4 separate regions of the Mus musculus genome follow, and all the other regions are linked to region 3. The links are chromatin contacts, called in public ChIA-PET and promoter capture Hi-C maps. All regions are on one chromosome and are shown on one strand. Each heading gives the region's core, a stretch centred on a gene start, on an enhancer-like site or on the middle of the called end of the contact. The rest is flanking DNA. Distances are from core to core; before and after follow the strand shown.

The links. ChIA-PET counts read pairs in DNA pulled down with a chosen protein or histone mark. Capture Hi-C pulls out chosen DNA fragments and counts their contacts.
Region 1: a contact with region 3 is called in a promoter capture Hi-C map of liver. The contact joins the promoter of Sugt1 here to the promoter of Rgcc in region 3. A contact is called at or near these places in 5 of 39 promoter capture datasets (the C10 cell line, fetal liver, hematopoietic stem and progenitor cells and 2 more), 5 of 484 Hi-C or Micro-C datasets (CD8 T cells, bone marrow, embryonic stem cells and 2 more), 1 of 115 datasets of contacts at active chromatin or transcription factors (effector CD8 T cells) and 2 of 9 other capture datasets (adipose tissue and liver).
Region 2: a promoter capture Hi-C map of adipose tissue shows a contact between it and region 3. The contact joins the promoter of Vwa8 here to the promoter of Rgcc in region 3. A contact is called at or near these places in 9 of 39 promoter capture datasets (3T3-L1-derived adipocytes, the C10 cell line, the HPC-7 cell line and 5 more), 2 of 484 Hi-C or Micro-C datasets (B cells and the G1E-ER4 cell line), 3 of 115 datasets of contacts at active chromatin or transcription factors (embryonic stem cells, microglia and neural tube) and 2 of 9 other capture datasets (adipose tissue and liver).
Region 4: an RNA polymerase II ChIA-PET map of memory CD8 T cells shows a contact between it and region 3, with 24 read pairs. The contact joins the enhancer-like site here to the promoter of Rgcc in region 3. A contact is called at or near these places in 2 of 484 Hi-C or Micro-C datasets (pro-B cells and regulatory T cells) and 2 of 115 datasets of contacts at active chromatin or transcription factors (bone marrow-derived macrophages and memory CD8 T cells).

What each region holds. Positions count from the first base shown.
Region 1 is chr14:79,585,740-79,589,484 of GRCm38.p6, forward strand. It overlaps Sugt1 (SGT1, suppressor of G2 allele of SKP1 (S. cerevisiae)), which reads left to right and starts at 1,921. Exons shown (of 13, transcript NM_026474.6): 1 at 1,921-2,127; 2 at 2,215-2,272. The coding sequence starts at 2,090.
Region 2 is chr14:78,847,770-78,851,355 of GRCm38.p6, forward strand. It overlaps Vwa8 (von Willebrand factor A domain containing 8), which reads left to right and starts at 1,409. Exons shown (of 45, transcript NM_027906.1): 1 at 1,409-1,674. The coding sequence starts at 1,515.
Region 3 is chr14:79,300,042-79,303,478 of GRCm38.p6, forward strand. It overlaps Rgcc (regulator of cell cycle), which reads right to left and starts at 1,594. Exons shown (of 5, transcript NM_025427.2): 1 at 1,408-1,594; 2 at 674-859. The coding sequence starts at 1,456.
Region 4 is chr14:78,912,711-78,916,458 of GRCm38.p6, forward strand. The region is part of intron 4 of Vwa8 (von Willebrand factor A domain containing 8); the gene reads left to right. Among named protein-coding and RNA genes, the nearest start is that of Vwa8, 65 kb to the left of the region's middle. Within about 2 kb of position 1,616, at least 47 of the 459 cell types and tissues checked have an H3K27ac peak or open chromatin away from gene starts, as enhancers often do. A contact at or near this core is called in memory CD8 T cells, pro-B cells and regulatory T cells, where this site is marked.

The sequences.
Region 1 (3,745 bases), core at 671-3,170, 290 kb after region 3:
ACTTTATATGCCCCAGTACAGGGGAACGCCAGGGCCAAAAAGTGGGAATGGGTGTGTAGGGGAGTGGGGGGGAGGGTATGGGGGACTTTTGGGATAGCATTGGAAATGTAACTGAGGAAAATACGTAATAAAAATATTTTTAAAAAAGAAATGATTATAAATTGATCTGTGTGAAAACTTGTTTCAGACGATATTAAGAGATGCCAACTGGCACAAGGTGTCTGCAATAAATGCATCCAAGAAGGAAGTCACACCCAGCCATGCAAAGAACTGCAAACGGAACAAAACTAACATTTCCTTTAAAGACATTATGCAGAAGACACTCCTCATCGTTATGCATCTGTTCTTTTACAGTCTAGTTTCTGCAGGGTTCACAGAAACGGAAAACAACCTTGAATGGAAAGATCCAAAACGATGCTCTCTACCTTCCCTTACAGATCTGCTTAGCTTCAGTTTAGTTGAGCTAATTTGATCTTCTCAGTACTTACTAAAACCTGAAACCTGCACCTCTTTGAGTTTAGTGGCCAGCTGGCCCTGGTCTGCCTCAAGTGTCTCTCCCACCTACTTCTCCTTTCCCACAAGTGGATTCAGATTCCTTTCTGGGACCTGTTATCTTCTATCAGCCCTTCCCCGCCCCGGCTCGACCCCCCCCCCCCTTCAAACAACCCATTTACAATACAGATGGGATATACCTACAGGTGGCAAATGTGTTACACTTTAAACTTTGTAGTATTCCACACTTCCATCTCTTGATGACCCCATACATACTTAAATCTTTGTAACCTCCGTTTCTCCATCTTGAATATGGGCTCAAGTTTCTCTGTATTTTCAAACGTCCTCCCACCGTTATTTTTTGCATCTGCAAGGGGTGATTGATTGGTAGGTTGAGGTTGTAACAAAAAATTATAATACCCACGATAGCTAGCAAGCACAACTAGGCGTTTGGCCAGTATGGAAAACGTGCTAGAAAAGTGGGGAAGACAAAACTTAGGTCTTTTAAAGTTAGAACTCAGAAAAGTGGGCGAGTTTAACAGTGGGGATATGTACACAAATGCCTGAACTGTAATTTCTTTTTCTTCGTGGACTGTCATGTTTCCAGACTGAGGTCTTATATATATCTTGTTTGAGGAAGCCAACGACCACTTCAATCATTTCACCTACTAAAACAGACTTGGTAAAACGAGTTACTGAGCGTTATCAAGAGCTTTTAAATCAAGTTTGGTGAACCTATAACTGCCACTCCCTCCTGTTGCCCCTTACCACTCAGTTTCAAAGAATTCGCAGGAAACTTCCTAGTGTGATGTTTGGCTCTAAGGACGGCGGGGGACGGGGGGCTTACTGGTTACTTAGAACACAAAGCAGCAATAAGACCATTAGCTATAGGTCACTTTCATCCACGCGGTGCTTGTGAAACAGGCTTTTCTTGGTTTGGAAAGCCGACTTAGGAAGGAAGCTTGGGGTGTGGAGCTCTGGCATCTGGCAGGCCCTCCGGAAAACTCCGTCCTCCATGCCGGTAACGTGACTTCCGGCGAGCCAGGCCGTCCGGGTTCTCCACGGAGAGAGTCATGCGAACTGATGCGCCATCCCGGGCTCTGCTGCCGGAAAAGACCTGGCTGCCACGAGTGACGTCACGCACAACTTGGCCGCCGGCGGTAGCCATGATGAAAACCGGAGTAAACGGAGCTTAACGTGACACTCCTTAGCGAAGCCAGAACTACCTCCCGACGGATCCCCAGTACCTTACAGTGGGCTCCGAGACAATATTTCAAAGCTTACAAGCCATGCCGGATCCCCCACGGGCGTACGGCGGGGCGCGGGACTCACGGCCACGCCCTCGGGGCGGGGGCTTGGCTGCGTCACGGGTAGGGGCGGGGCCGGAGAGCGTTTCCTCCTCTTTCCCAGCCGGCCCCGCGCCTACCTGCCCACCCTTCGCCTCCTTTTCCGCGGCTGCATGCTGCGCGACCGCTGATTGGCTACGGAGGACGGAAGCTCAGTTGGGGTTTCTTTAGAAGTTTTCCCTTCCTGGGCGGCGGCGGAGCTGGTAACCAAGGTAGAAACGCTCAGGCAGAAGCTTTCTTGACTCCTAGGGATGGCGGCAGCTGCAGCAGGACCTGCATCGTCCCAGCGGTGCGTGATTTTCTTCACCTTTGCTGTTTGTCTTTCTATTCTTTCCTTGATTAGAGAGACCTGCTGAAGTCGTTGTTTTCTTGGCAGGCTTTTCCAGAGCTTCTCAGATGCTCTGATCGACGGGGATCCCCAGGCAGCATTAGAGGTGAGTGAGCTCACTGGGACTGTTGGGTCCCTACAGACCCCTCCTCTTCCCGGCATTACCTTCGTGGGAGCAAAGCTACAATGTATCTAAGTCCCAAAATTAAGATACTTAATCTCTTTGTCTCCTTAATACCTTTGCCATAGATCTTGCCCTTCCTCTCCACAAGCTCCCGATGAGGGCACCTCCCTCCCATTTATTTCTTGGAAACATAGTTACTGTCTGTGGTTGCACTTATAATGGCATTTATGATCAAGGAAAAGGCGAAAATAGGGCTTGATGTATCAATTTTTTACTTTAACAGTTATGTTTGCCCTTATATGTCAGGTACTGTTAAGTGTCCTTAATTAAATTTACTAAAGAACATTTTCCCTCTGTGCCTTCCACTTTACAGATGACTGTGGTTGTTCTTTATACAGTTGTTTATAAAACCGCGCTTTTTATCTAGGCTGGCCTTAAACTTTGGATCCTGCGAGTTCTTGGGATGTATCAGTAAATAAACCCTGCCTACATTTTAGTATTATATGATTTGCTTTTGGGCCATTTCAGGTGAAGTCTAGAACAAACTAGCTTTGTACGGATGTTTCTTAGGAGCGCTGGCTGGACTCCAGAGAGTTATCGGCACATGTCAAGTATGGTGGTACAGGCCTGTAATCCTGGTACTCAGGCGGTGAATGCCCTAGGGTCAGAAATTCAAGGTCATCCTCAGCTACTTTGTGAGTTGAGGCTAGCCTGGGATGTGTGAAATTCTTCCCGACACTTCAGAGCTCCCCCGCTGGAAAAAAGGAAACATTTTTATGTTTTGAGCCTTAGAGAAATCACTTTTGTAGAGACTAGCAGACTAGGATAGCTACATTGTTGTTTTAATGTTACAAGCTCCGCTTTGTATTCTTAGGTCTACAGAGTGATCATGAGGTTTGATAGCGCGGTATTAGAGAGCCTGCTGGTGTTGGCGCACACCTTTAATCCCAGTGCTTGGGCGGCAGAAGCAGGTGGATCTCTTGAGTTTGAGGCCCACCTGGTCTACCATGAGAGTTCCAGTATGGCCAGAATTACACAGAGAAACCCTGTCTCAAAAGAAACAAAACAACAAAAATCAAGGCATTAGTGACTTTGAGATTAGGGCTACAGACGCAAGTATCTTTATATTTTCTGCCAAAGGAAATTAAAACCCGAATTGAGAGTAGGGGGAAGGACTGAAAAAGGAGAAGGAAATGAATAATTATTAAAAGGTTATTGAGTGCTGGCTACAGATCTAGGCTGCCCCCAAAGCCCTAATAATTGGCAGATGCTGCCCCTTCTAATGTGTTCCATGCAATTCTCTACAGCCCCTTGGCTACCTCACATTCTGGACTTTACTAGTTTCTTCTATTTGAATGAAAATGGGTACCAATGAAGCATGGGTACAAGGGTAAGAAGTTTATTTTAAACTGCCAAGGCTGTCTCTGAGGAGAGCAGCAAGATGCGGGGTGGGGG
Region 2 (3,586 bases), core at 159-2,658, 450 kb before region 3:
AAGAGGGTGGAGAAGGTGCATTATAGATGTGAGGGAGAAAACACAGAGGCAGAGGCATCTATCTGGCAGGGTTCAGAGTGAAAATGAACACCTGAGTGAGGGTGGTGTGTGTGTGTGTGTGTGTGTGTGTGTGTAGAGGGGAAGCTGGGAGAGGAGAGAGCCAGGATCCAGGAAGCCAGACCAGGAGACCAAAAGAGGACCAGAGTAGTCAAAGAGGCTGGATTGTAGATGGAAGAGCAGCTTGGGGGAAAGATAGTACTGCCTCTGGGTTGGAGAGTTCAGAGTAGGGGACTGAGTGCCTCTACCAGGAGGATCCTGTAACAGGTGGGAATGGAGAGATAGGAGGAGGATCTAGTGGCTAGTACCAGCTTTGATGTGTTAACAGGGACCTCTGTTAGCTTTTATCTGTTAACTGGCACCTCCTATAGCTGGTTGTCTCAGATTTGAGGCCTAACAGGTGTGGTTGTGAAATAGTGAGAATCTATCCATGTAATAATTATGCTGTTTTGACATCTTTAATGTTCACTCCTTTATTTTCGATTTCTCCAAACTAGTTTAAATTATTTCTCTGCCACCTCCATTTACTTCTAAGTTTAGTTCCTCGGGAAGTTTAAGTGCCTGGGAGGTGGGTGCTTAATATGGATGTAAGATACAGGTAGGTCTAGAATTGGCAAGGCCATTCTCTGAGAGCCAGGCCTGCATCTTGTTTGTTTGATTTCATTGTGCAGAACTTCATTAAAACTTTTTGCTTTGGTTAATTCACTCTTGACATTTTGGGGAGGCAGCCTAATTACATTAGACTTTGTTTGCTTTATGGAAGACTGCTGCTGCTTTTGGAATGCATGGTAGGGAGGGAGCCTTAGTCAAGTGTCCTACTTTTTCCTCACTAAAGACATAAATTATGTTTATATAACCCTTGCCTTGTAGCCTGACTGGATCCTTCTGGTAGTTGAACGTTTTTTCATTCACCATTATAGTGTAACATTTCCTCTTGCAGTTTAGAAGATGATAAAACAGGAGCGGCAAAGGAAGGCTAAACTGAAGCTTTCAATGCCTGTGGTGTGGAAACCCTGGGAAGATGACAACGAATTAAAATAGGTGAAGTTCCAGAATCTCTTGAATATTTTCTCCATTCTGAAAAAAGATCCGAAGCAGTATCGAGGGGAAAGCCCACAGTGCATCATAACACAGTAGGCTAGCAGCCAAGAAAGAAACAGGGCATACGCTCAACTGTGCTAAAGGTCTTTGGCATCTCCCCAGCTCCGGGCGTCCCTGGGGCGACCACGCCTGGGGCGGCGCGCCGGGCTCCGGTAGCCGATCCTACCGGCTGGCGCTCGGCCTGCCCTCCGCCCCGGGCCGGGCCCATCCCGCAGAGCCCGGCGAGCCGGGGGAAGGAGTTTCCGGCGGACCCGCCTCCCTGCCGCTTCCTGTCCCGCTCGCCGATCGCCTCCTGCCCGGTCCAGGGACTGTGCTTGTCCGAAGCCCCTGGAGGTCCCACGCATGCCTCCTGCACCATGCAGTCACGCCTCCTCCTCCTAGGAGCCCCGGGCGGCCTTGGGGACGTGGCCTCCCGGCGAGTGCGGCTGCTCTTGCGGCAGGTGTTGCGGGGCAGGCCGGGCGGGGACCAGCAGCGGCTGGAGGTCAGGCTGCTGCACTCTGGGGCGACCGACTCAGGTAACTGGGCCCTCCGCCTTCGCTGCCGCTGCCCTCGCTGCTTTGTGATGTGGGGCAAGGCGCTGGCGCCCCCTGGGCTCCACTCTGAAACCTTAGGGGTCCGGACTAAGGTCTCTGATGCCTAGGAACACAGTTTTCTCCCACTGGAGATTTTTGTACAAGAATCCTCACGTAGACTCTAGGACACTGAGAGGTTTATGCTGCAGCCTTTGGGGGCTGTTAAGACTCGTGCTTGACCTTGACCTTTGACTCCCGAGGGCTTGGTTTTGTGTCATGAGCCAAGTAGGGCTCGTGATGGCATAGACACGTGTACAATCTTGCTGGAGAACCTGTGCCCATGTTCCTTCCCAATTTTAACAGAAGACTCGGTTTCAAGCACTCTTAGAACTGAAAGTCATCGCTTTAGTTAAAACCCTATACTATAGTCGGAATGAATGAGTCCCAAAAAAGAGGGAAACAAAAAAAAAAAGTGCCTCGCTGAGGATCACAAGGTGAAATTGCGATTCAAAACTTGCCTGTCCTCGATTATAGCTTCTAGAGCATGTACTTGCTTTCCACTCTGTTACTCAGTTTTCATCTGCGTGACAACATTAAAACACACACACACACACACACACACACACACACACACACACACACACACACAGAGCAGCCTAAAACAAGGGAAGATTTCTTGGCTGGAAGTTACAGATGTTTCAGTGTATGCTTAATACTTTAATCACTGTGGCCTGTGGTGAGGCAGAAATTCGTGATGACAAGAGGACTTAGCAGAGGGAAGCTGCTCTCTCAGGGAGGCAGAGAGAGAGGAATCGGGGATAAGACCTACTTTTCAAAGAATCTACTTTGTCTCACTAGGTTCACCTCCTTGTGTGTGTCATCTCCAGATAGTATCATCTCATCTAATAAATCCATCATTTCACCAGTCCAGATGATAATACACTCTTATCAGAGAAGGCAGATGTCAAGGGTAGAATGTGGTACAATCTGACAGGCTTTGAGGTTGAGCAGTTTTGGGTAGACTCCGTTTGTTTGTTTGTTTGTTTGTTTGTTTATTTATTTATTTATTTATACTCTCTAGCTAACTATAAGAGCCATGAGTCAGCAGATAGAACATTTAATTGAAAAGAGGTTTTTAAAAAAATGAAAAAAAATTTGTTTTGTACTGATATGCCTCACTACAACAAGGGGCACTGAAACTGAGAACTTGTGTATTCACCAGAGACCTGGGCACATGTAAGAGCCCTCATGACAGAGTGAAAGATTAACTCTTGGCTATCCAGACTCCTAAGGTTAGGGCTTTCAAGGTGAGAGCGGCACAGTTGGAACCAGAGGTCATACACAGGCCACAGCCGTAGCACAGAAAGCAGCAGGCTGTGATGGATGAGTGTGGATGCTGGGAAGACTCTCAGTTGTACTCCAGCACGTGACCAGACTCCCTTTGTCCTCTGTTGTCACTGCTTCCTAGCAGTGTGACGGGAGAACAAAGTACATGAAAAACAAACTCAAGTTGTAGACTTTGCTTCTCCCGAACTGTATGCCTGTTTGTCTTGTCTGCACGGTCCTTTGGTGCCTGTCATCACTGGGTACCTAACAAGCGTTCGGTGGCTTACTGGGTCAAAGTTCATGGAGACTGTTTTTGTGAGAGGCTGCAATTGCTTTGCTGGCTTTCATGATAGTATACCTTTACTAAGCTTGATATGAAGGGGGAAGAGGCCATTTATGTAAACAGTAAAAAAGAAGTTGGGCAACTTTAATCCCAGTACTGTGAGTTGAAGATCAGCCTGGTCTATAACAGTTCCTGCATAGCCAGCTCTATGTAGAAAGAATCTGTCTAAAAAAAAAAGCTTAAACCAAACCACCCCAAACAAACCAACAGACTCTCACAGCTCCTGCTTAGCATCCCTTTCCGTCG
Region 3 (3,437 bases), core at 344-2,843:
AAACCATTTTGGTTTCACAAATGTTTCATTCTTGTGCTCACTCGTGTCCTCATGTTCCCCAACACCCATTCTGGAAAAGGAAAGGGAGGGTGCTGTTGGTCTAGTGTTTGCCTAGCGTGCAAGAAGCCCTAGGTCTGACCCCCAGCATTGCCTATAAACTGATGTGCCTAAATGTGGTGGCATTGCACTGTCACCCCAGCACCCTGAAGCCCGAGGAAAGAGGATCAGAGAGGTTCGAGGTCACCCGCAGCTACATAGATCACCTTGGGAGAGTCTCAAAATAAAATAAAATAAAAAAAAAAAAATGAAGAGCGAAGAGTGGGTAGAAAGGCGGGAAAAGGTTGGAAGGCCTGGCTGGACTCCCAGGAGTTCTGGCTGACTGCACAAACCCTCAGGCCTCATGGTACACACCTGCCGTGACAGGTAGACCCACAGCTCTTTAAGAGCCACCCACCCACCCTCGTACCTCTCTCCCCAAGAACGCCTTAATGACCCCCGCACATCTGGGCTAACGACTCAGAAAGTCAACTCTTCAGGCATCTCAGAGCCGTGCAGATCCCCGGGTCTGACTTTCCCCAGATGTCGTGCCTCAGTTTAAAGATAACCCAGGTGAATCTAGAGCTTTAGGAAGCCTGAGTCTGAGGATTACTGACTTCAACAGGGCTTCACTTACTCTCCGAGTCGCTGAAGCCGCTGCTGTCGCTGACGCTGGCGCTGCTGCGCCGCTTCATGCGCTCTAGGTGCTCCTCATAGTGGAAGTGGCGCTCGTGGAAGGGCGACGCGAAGTCGGCCAGCACCGCGTCGAACTCGCACAGCACGTCGGTCAGGTCTGCAGCGGCCGCGGAGTCCATGGCCGGGGCTAGGGGAGGGAGGGCACAGAGGGCATCTGGAGGGGCGGCCAGCGTTCCCTAGAACTCCACTCTGCCTTTGCCAGTGACAGCCACGCAGTCAGTTACTCCGTAACCTCCCAACCACCCTCTAAAGCGCCTGTCACCAGACACGGAGGAGAAGAAGCCTCCGTGGGTTGAGCTGAAAGTCTGGAAGTCACCTAGCCCACCCCACGCGCTTTCCTACTGTTGCCCACGCTCGCTCCCTGGAGCGCGTGGCGGCGGGAAGTCTGAGTCAGCAGGCACCCGTTACGTGTCAGACTCCGGTTCCTTGTCCCGCGTGGAAAACCAAACTAAACCTGCATCGGACGAGCGATCCGGAGACGGGATGCCAGGGTGATGGAGGACAGAAGGGTGGGCAGTGGAAGAAGACCTTAGCGACCTCTGTTCTCTCGCCCCTACTTGCAGGCTCCAGCTCTCAGGGGCCCCGGAGCTGAGAGTGTAGCTTAGCGTGGACGCAGTCCCTGGCTTCGATCCCGGGGCGCAGAGGTGGAGAAGACACCTCCAAATAGGCACTCACCTGCGGCCGCGACCGCCGCGGGACTGCTCTGCGCTGAGGGCGGCTTCATGGAGAAGTTGCTCAGTGACACGCGTAGCAGAGATGCTGCGAGGTGTTGGCCCTGGTGGCTGCCGCCTGCACTGCAGTCTGCTCCGGTGCCTCTGCCTTGCTCCTTGCCGAGCCTGAGCGCTAGCTACTCGCCTGAGCCGCGCCACCCGCCGGCTACTCCGTCTTATAGCCACCGGCAGGGGCGGGGCGGGGCGGGGCTGCTGAGTAAGTCCCAGACGACCTAGGGGACGCCCCTGTCCCTCCACCCCCTACTCCCGGCACCGCCCTAGCCACGCGCTGGCCTCTGAAGAACCGCAGTGACGGGTGTCGCCGGAGTCCAGGATACCGCCCCAAATATTTACCCGCCGCTTTCTCTACCACCCTGACAACCCGACCCAAGGAAGTGTCTTTGCGGGCATCAGAGTTCTCCAAGAGTTTACCCTGTTTCCCGCCTTCTGGCTGAGCCTCCTTGAGCCTCATCTATGAAATGGAACTGCACATGCAGAAAGCCTCCTTGTTTGCTGCAAAAATAAAGGAGCCAAGGGCCTCAGTAGCCTCTGCAAAGAACCAGTCCTCCATCTGACTTTTCTCAAGGAATTTATAAGGTTGTGCGTGGACAGAGTGGACAGCTGAGGGCAGTGGGTTGAGGTGAATGCAGTCTTCAATTGAGATGATCTTTGAGCGCAGAGTACCACATGGACAGATGCATTCTGGTATAGGGTCCGTATGATTGAGCGTCCATCCTTAGCACAGCCCAGTAGAATTCCTGCCTCAGGTGACCAACAGCCCTTTGCCCCAGGTAGTTATTAAACGTAAAATAAGAGGCCTGCTGGTGGCCTGCGCCTATAGTCCCAGCCCTAAGGAGGATGGTAGAAGGGGGTCTAGGCAAGAGAGTGGAGATTTGAGGACTACTGCATGAAAAGAAAAGAAAAAAAACCCTACATAGTACAATCCTGTCTGTAAAGAGTTTACTGTGCACGCATGAAGATCCAAGTTCAAGCCCCAAAATCCACATTAAAAAATCCAAACTAGATGGACACCACTTATAATCCCAGCCCTGAGAGGCAAAGGCTGGCAAATCCCTGGGACTCCCCAGCCAATCCCAAAGTGAGAACTCCAAGTCAATGAAAAGCTGTATCTTAAAAATGGAGGTGGGCAGTGCCCAGGGAATCGATCACATTTGCGGTTGACCTCTGATCTTGTCCGGCACAACATACGCCTTGTGTGCATATATGCACATGCTACACACACACATACCACACACACACCACACACACACATACACACACACACACACACACACACACACACACACACACACACCACTAAATTAATGTAAAGTAAGGGGCTAGCTGGGGCCTGGGAATATGATTTAGCAATAAAGTGCTTGCCTAGCATGGGTGAGCCCTGAGTCTGAAGGCTCATCCTCAGACCTGCAAAAGAAAATAAATAAATAAATGTAAAACAATCAAAATTGAATAAAGTGAAAGTTTTCAGTCCAGACACCAGACACTTTCTTAACTACACCAGACACTTCCTTAGCTATACTAGACACTTTCAAGTGATCAACGGCCATCATCACAGAATCTTTGGATGGTGTTATGTGAGGACATCTTTCCCCAGTGACTCCAGCCTTCCTAGGTGTCAGAATGTGGCATGCACCAGGTCACTCCTGACAGCCACCCCTGAATAATATAATCATTGCCAGTGGTCGGCAGGTGTGAAAACTGGAATAGAGCAGCTAAGGGGCTTGCCTACCCCTTAGTGGTTTAATAGAAGGCAGGCCTGTCTCTTTTCAGCACCACTTTGAAGTTAGCCACACCCTGCCTCCCTAGGGTGAAGAAGAACTAAGCAGTCAAGGGTGGCACTGAGCCCCAGAGCAGATAAGCCAACAGCAGCAACCAATCTGGGAGGAGCAGCCAAAAAAAAAAAAAAAAAAAAAAAAGATGCCAATTACCTGTTCAGTTAGTGCGTGGAACACAATTCATTTGTCCACAGTTCAC
Region 4 (3,748 bases), core at 366-2,865, 390 kb before region 3:
TATTGTTTTATGATATTATGAGAGACTGTATTATTTCTGTCTTAAAACATATTATATAAACTATTAAATGTTCTTTCAAATGCCTCATAGTATATGGGATGCAGACTAAAATAACCAAGTTATACAGAAAATATTTGTTGTAACCATTGAGTTCATGGGGCTGTCTTTGACTCTTTAATAAATACTACAAGTTAAGACATAAACTATTCAACTCTACAGATTCACTGGTCTCCATAGTTAGTGAAGGAGGAGAACCAGTAAAGAGCTGATGCTGATGCAGGTCTAGATAATTAGCACTGTCTCTCACAGACAATAACAACAGACAAAACAGTGGGCAGATATTTGCATTCAGCGGTTACCTTTCCAGCATCCTTTTCTTCCAAATGTGTGAGGGGTCTCTGCAGCCTTCAGGGGAAGCAGAGAGACAAGCTGGGGGCGGGGCAGTAGCCAGCGTTCATTCAAACTTGGGAAGTCTGGCTGTGAGTGTTTCTTATGCTGTATTTAAACACAGCACAATATGGTGAAAACTATTCCTGTATTAACTAACTCAATCCTGCATGCACAACAAAGTGTACCTAAATCTCTGAGGAACGAACAAATTAAGCTAAATACATTTCAAACATGAGTACAACGAAACTCTTTGTAAAGTACATGTGACACCTTCCATACAGATAGACTCTATAGATTGACCAAGAAAAACAAGTTTACAAGAAGGGTCTGGAAGCGGAGTCAGGCTCTTGAATTTCTCCAGCCACACAGATTGTGCCAAAGTCAGCTGGATAGAATGCACATCTGCTCCAGCCTTCTGGGCAGACAGCAGATTTTGTATTCCTTCTCTTGAAGGAACAATTTTATGTGCTTAAAATTAGGCTGTCTGTGAGCATGAAGCCCTTCGTGCCCCCTACACAAATGTATTCATAAAGAACTGCCTTCAATGATACTAGTTGCAGTACTTTCAAAATCAGAAAACTAACTGAAAAAAGTAATGATACATATTGAAGAGGCTGATGAAACCATTGTTAATATAATACTCCAGAGCCATTAAAATGAATGAAATAATGCTAGCATTTGCTTCATGAATGAGTTGTTGCCTAGAAGGTTTGAAGGTTTGGGTTCAAGTCCCTAGTGCACACTCGTGCATATATCTCACAGAGTGGGGCATTATTCTATACTAAGAAGAAGTCCAGAGCATGGGTGGAAAGAAGTGGTCAGACAGTATGTGATCTCATTTGTGATAGAAGAAATGTATCTGTGCTTTTGTGCACATTGAAGTCTTCCAGAAGGCTGCACAAGAATCAGTTATGGATGTAAGATTAGAAATCTGGAGTGAGATAAAGGTTTGTTTCTTTTGTGTCTCAAGACCAAAATACCCAGCAGCCATAGCTTAAGGGAGGGCAGGCTTATTTTGCTTCATGGTTTCTGAAGGTTTTCAGCCAGTCTGGCAGGGAAATCATAGCGGAGACGCTGTCCTTGTGGTGGGAGTAGCTGCCAGAGGCTGTTCATGTGAAGAGAGACCAGGAGGCAGAGAGAGAGAGGGCTGTAACAGAGCCCTCAAAGGCCCACTGGAGTGGCTCAGTTCCACGGGCCAGGCCCCACTCCTTTCTCTTCATGGATGATGCCCACAAGTGTATTCTAAAGCGGCCTCTTCTGAGAACGTCACGGATGAAAGCCAGTGGGTGACGGCTGTGGTTTGTGCTTCCTGCCTGACTTTCCAGTCTTACAGTAGGCTTCAGTGCGAGTGTGATGTTAAAGGGCCTCAAAACGTCGGCTCTTCAGAAATGGAATTATTTAGGTAACTAAGTTTACTGATGAGCTGAAGATTTTTTGTTTGTAAATTTTAATTATCTTTTAAAAATTGTTTTGGGACTGGAGAGGGATGGCTTAGAGGTTAAGCACACTGGCTGTTCCTCCAGAGGTTCAATTCTGAGCCCCCACACAGCAGCTCACAACTGTCTCTTAACTCCTGCCCCAGGAGATCTGACACCCTCATCTGCCCTCTGAGGGCTTGAGGCATTCATAAAGTCCACAGTCATTCTAGCAGATAAAATACCCCTACACATAAGATAAAATGCAAAATAAACAATTGTTTTATTGTTGCATAGCCATTGGAGGACTTAATTATTTCTTTTTATATTTAATTTTATCGTATGTGCATGGGTGTTTGTCCTGTTTGTGTATATTCCTGTGCACCATATGTATATAGTGCCCACAAAGGCCAAAAGAAGTTATCAGATCTCCTGAGGGTAGAGTTTCAGACAGTTGTGAGCTGCCATGTGGGTGCTCAGAATCAAACACTGGTACTCTGGAAGAGGAACCTCTGTTCTTAACTACTGAGCCATCTCTCATAAATGTAAACATTTTCATGAAACTTTCTGCCATTCTAAGATATGTGTTTTCAGACATATTTCACAGTTGCTGCAGTGTATAAAATGTTTGAAGAATAGATGTATAGACATTTGGTGTATTTTATACTCCCCATTTCTTGATGAACCTTGTTCATGATACACATCAGTTCTTAGCATGCAGTAGCACATCTACACCTTCAAAGCCTGTGACTGAATGTTGGCAATAATGGTCTTTTCTCTCTCAGTCGCCTCAGACTCTTTTGAAGTTTAAGCTAATTTTAAATTTATTTTTTGGTACTTAACAGGTTGTTGATTAAAGGCATGAAATAACTTCATAATATGATAAATAAAACCCAAATCCTGTAACACGGCCTAACATGACATCAGCATGCGAACTTACCATGGCTTCCACATTTATTTTCTGTTTTTTTCTATTATCTATTATTTTTTTCTTTATCTATCTTATTCATATATGGAACTCAAAACTGGAACATTCACAGCACTTACATTTGATGGTAGATTTTGCCTTTAAATTATTATCTTTGGTAAAATTTTAAGTAAATTGAAAATAAAACGGCATGACTAAGAACATTTGGCTTTTCTGTGGATAAGTGATTGGTCCTTAAGAAAAAACTTGTTTTTTCTTTGTGTGTGAGTGAGTGATGCCCGCAAAGGAGGGGAGGATGTCAGATCTTCTGGATCTGGAGTTAGCATGGTTGTGAGTGTGGGTCCTGGAAACTGAGTCCAAAGATTGACTTTTTAGAGATCTGTTTTGAATTACCACAAGTTATAATTTCCATTTGAATTCTAGGTAGACAAAATTGCACATTGATTGCCACCTAATCACATTTTTGAGACTCCAAGTCCTTTAAGAAATTCCTTTAATTTCTTTAATATTCTTACCCATTGGGTTTGATTCCAGGCTGTAAAGATAGTAGCTTTACTCATCACCAAGTAATACTGTTACCTAGCTAGGTGAACACATGAAACAGCGCCCATAGCTGTACGTGGCTAATGGGGGAATATCTGTGGTCTTCAGTGTAGTTAACATTTACTGGTGTCCATGCTATTACTAAGAATTTTAAACTACTTGTTATGTGCTTTACAAAGACCAACATTTTGAATACTTTGTACAGTTTTTGTCTATGTGCCTATGTATTTATCATTTATGATGAATAACTTTGACAAAAGTGGAATTCCATATATTAAATTTACAGCATTCCTTATTATTCATGGTATAATTTCTTTTAAAATTAGAAGACATTAGGTATTTCTTTAAAATACGTTTTTTAAATGTCTGTACTATAGTTCACCAGATAATGATGCTGTTATATAATGTTGCCATTTTGTATTCCCTCTCACGTTGCCAGCCTCTAAGTTTGTTGTGGCTTTTCAATATTACA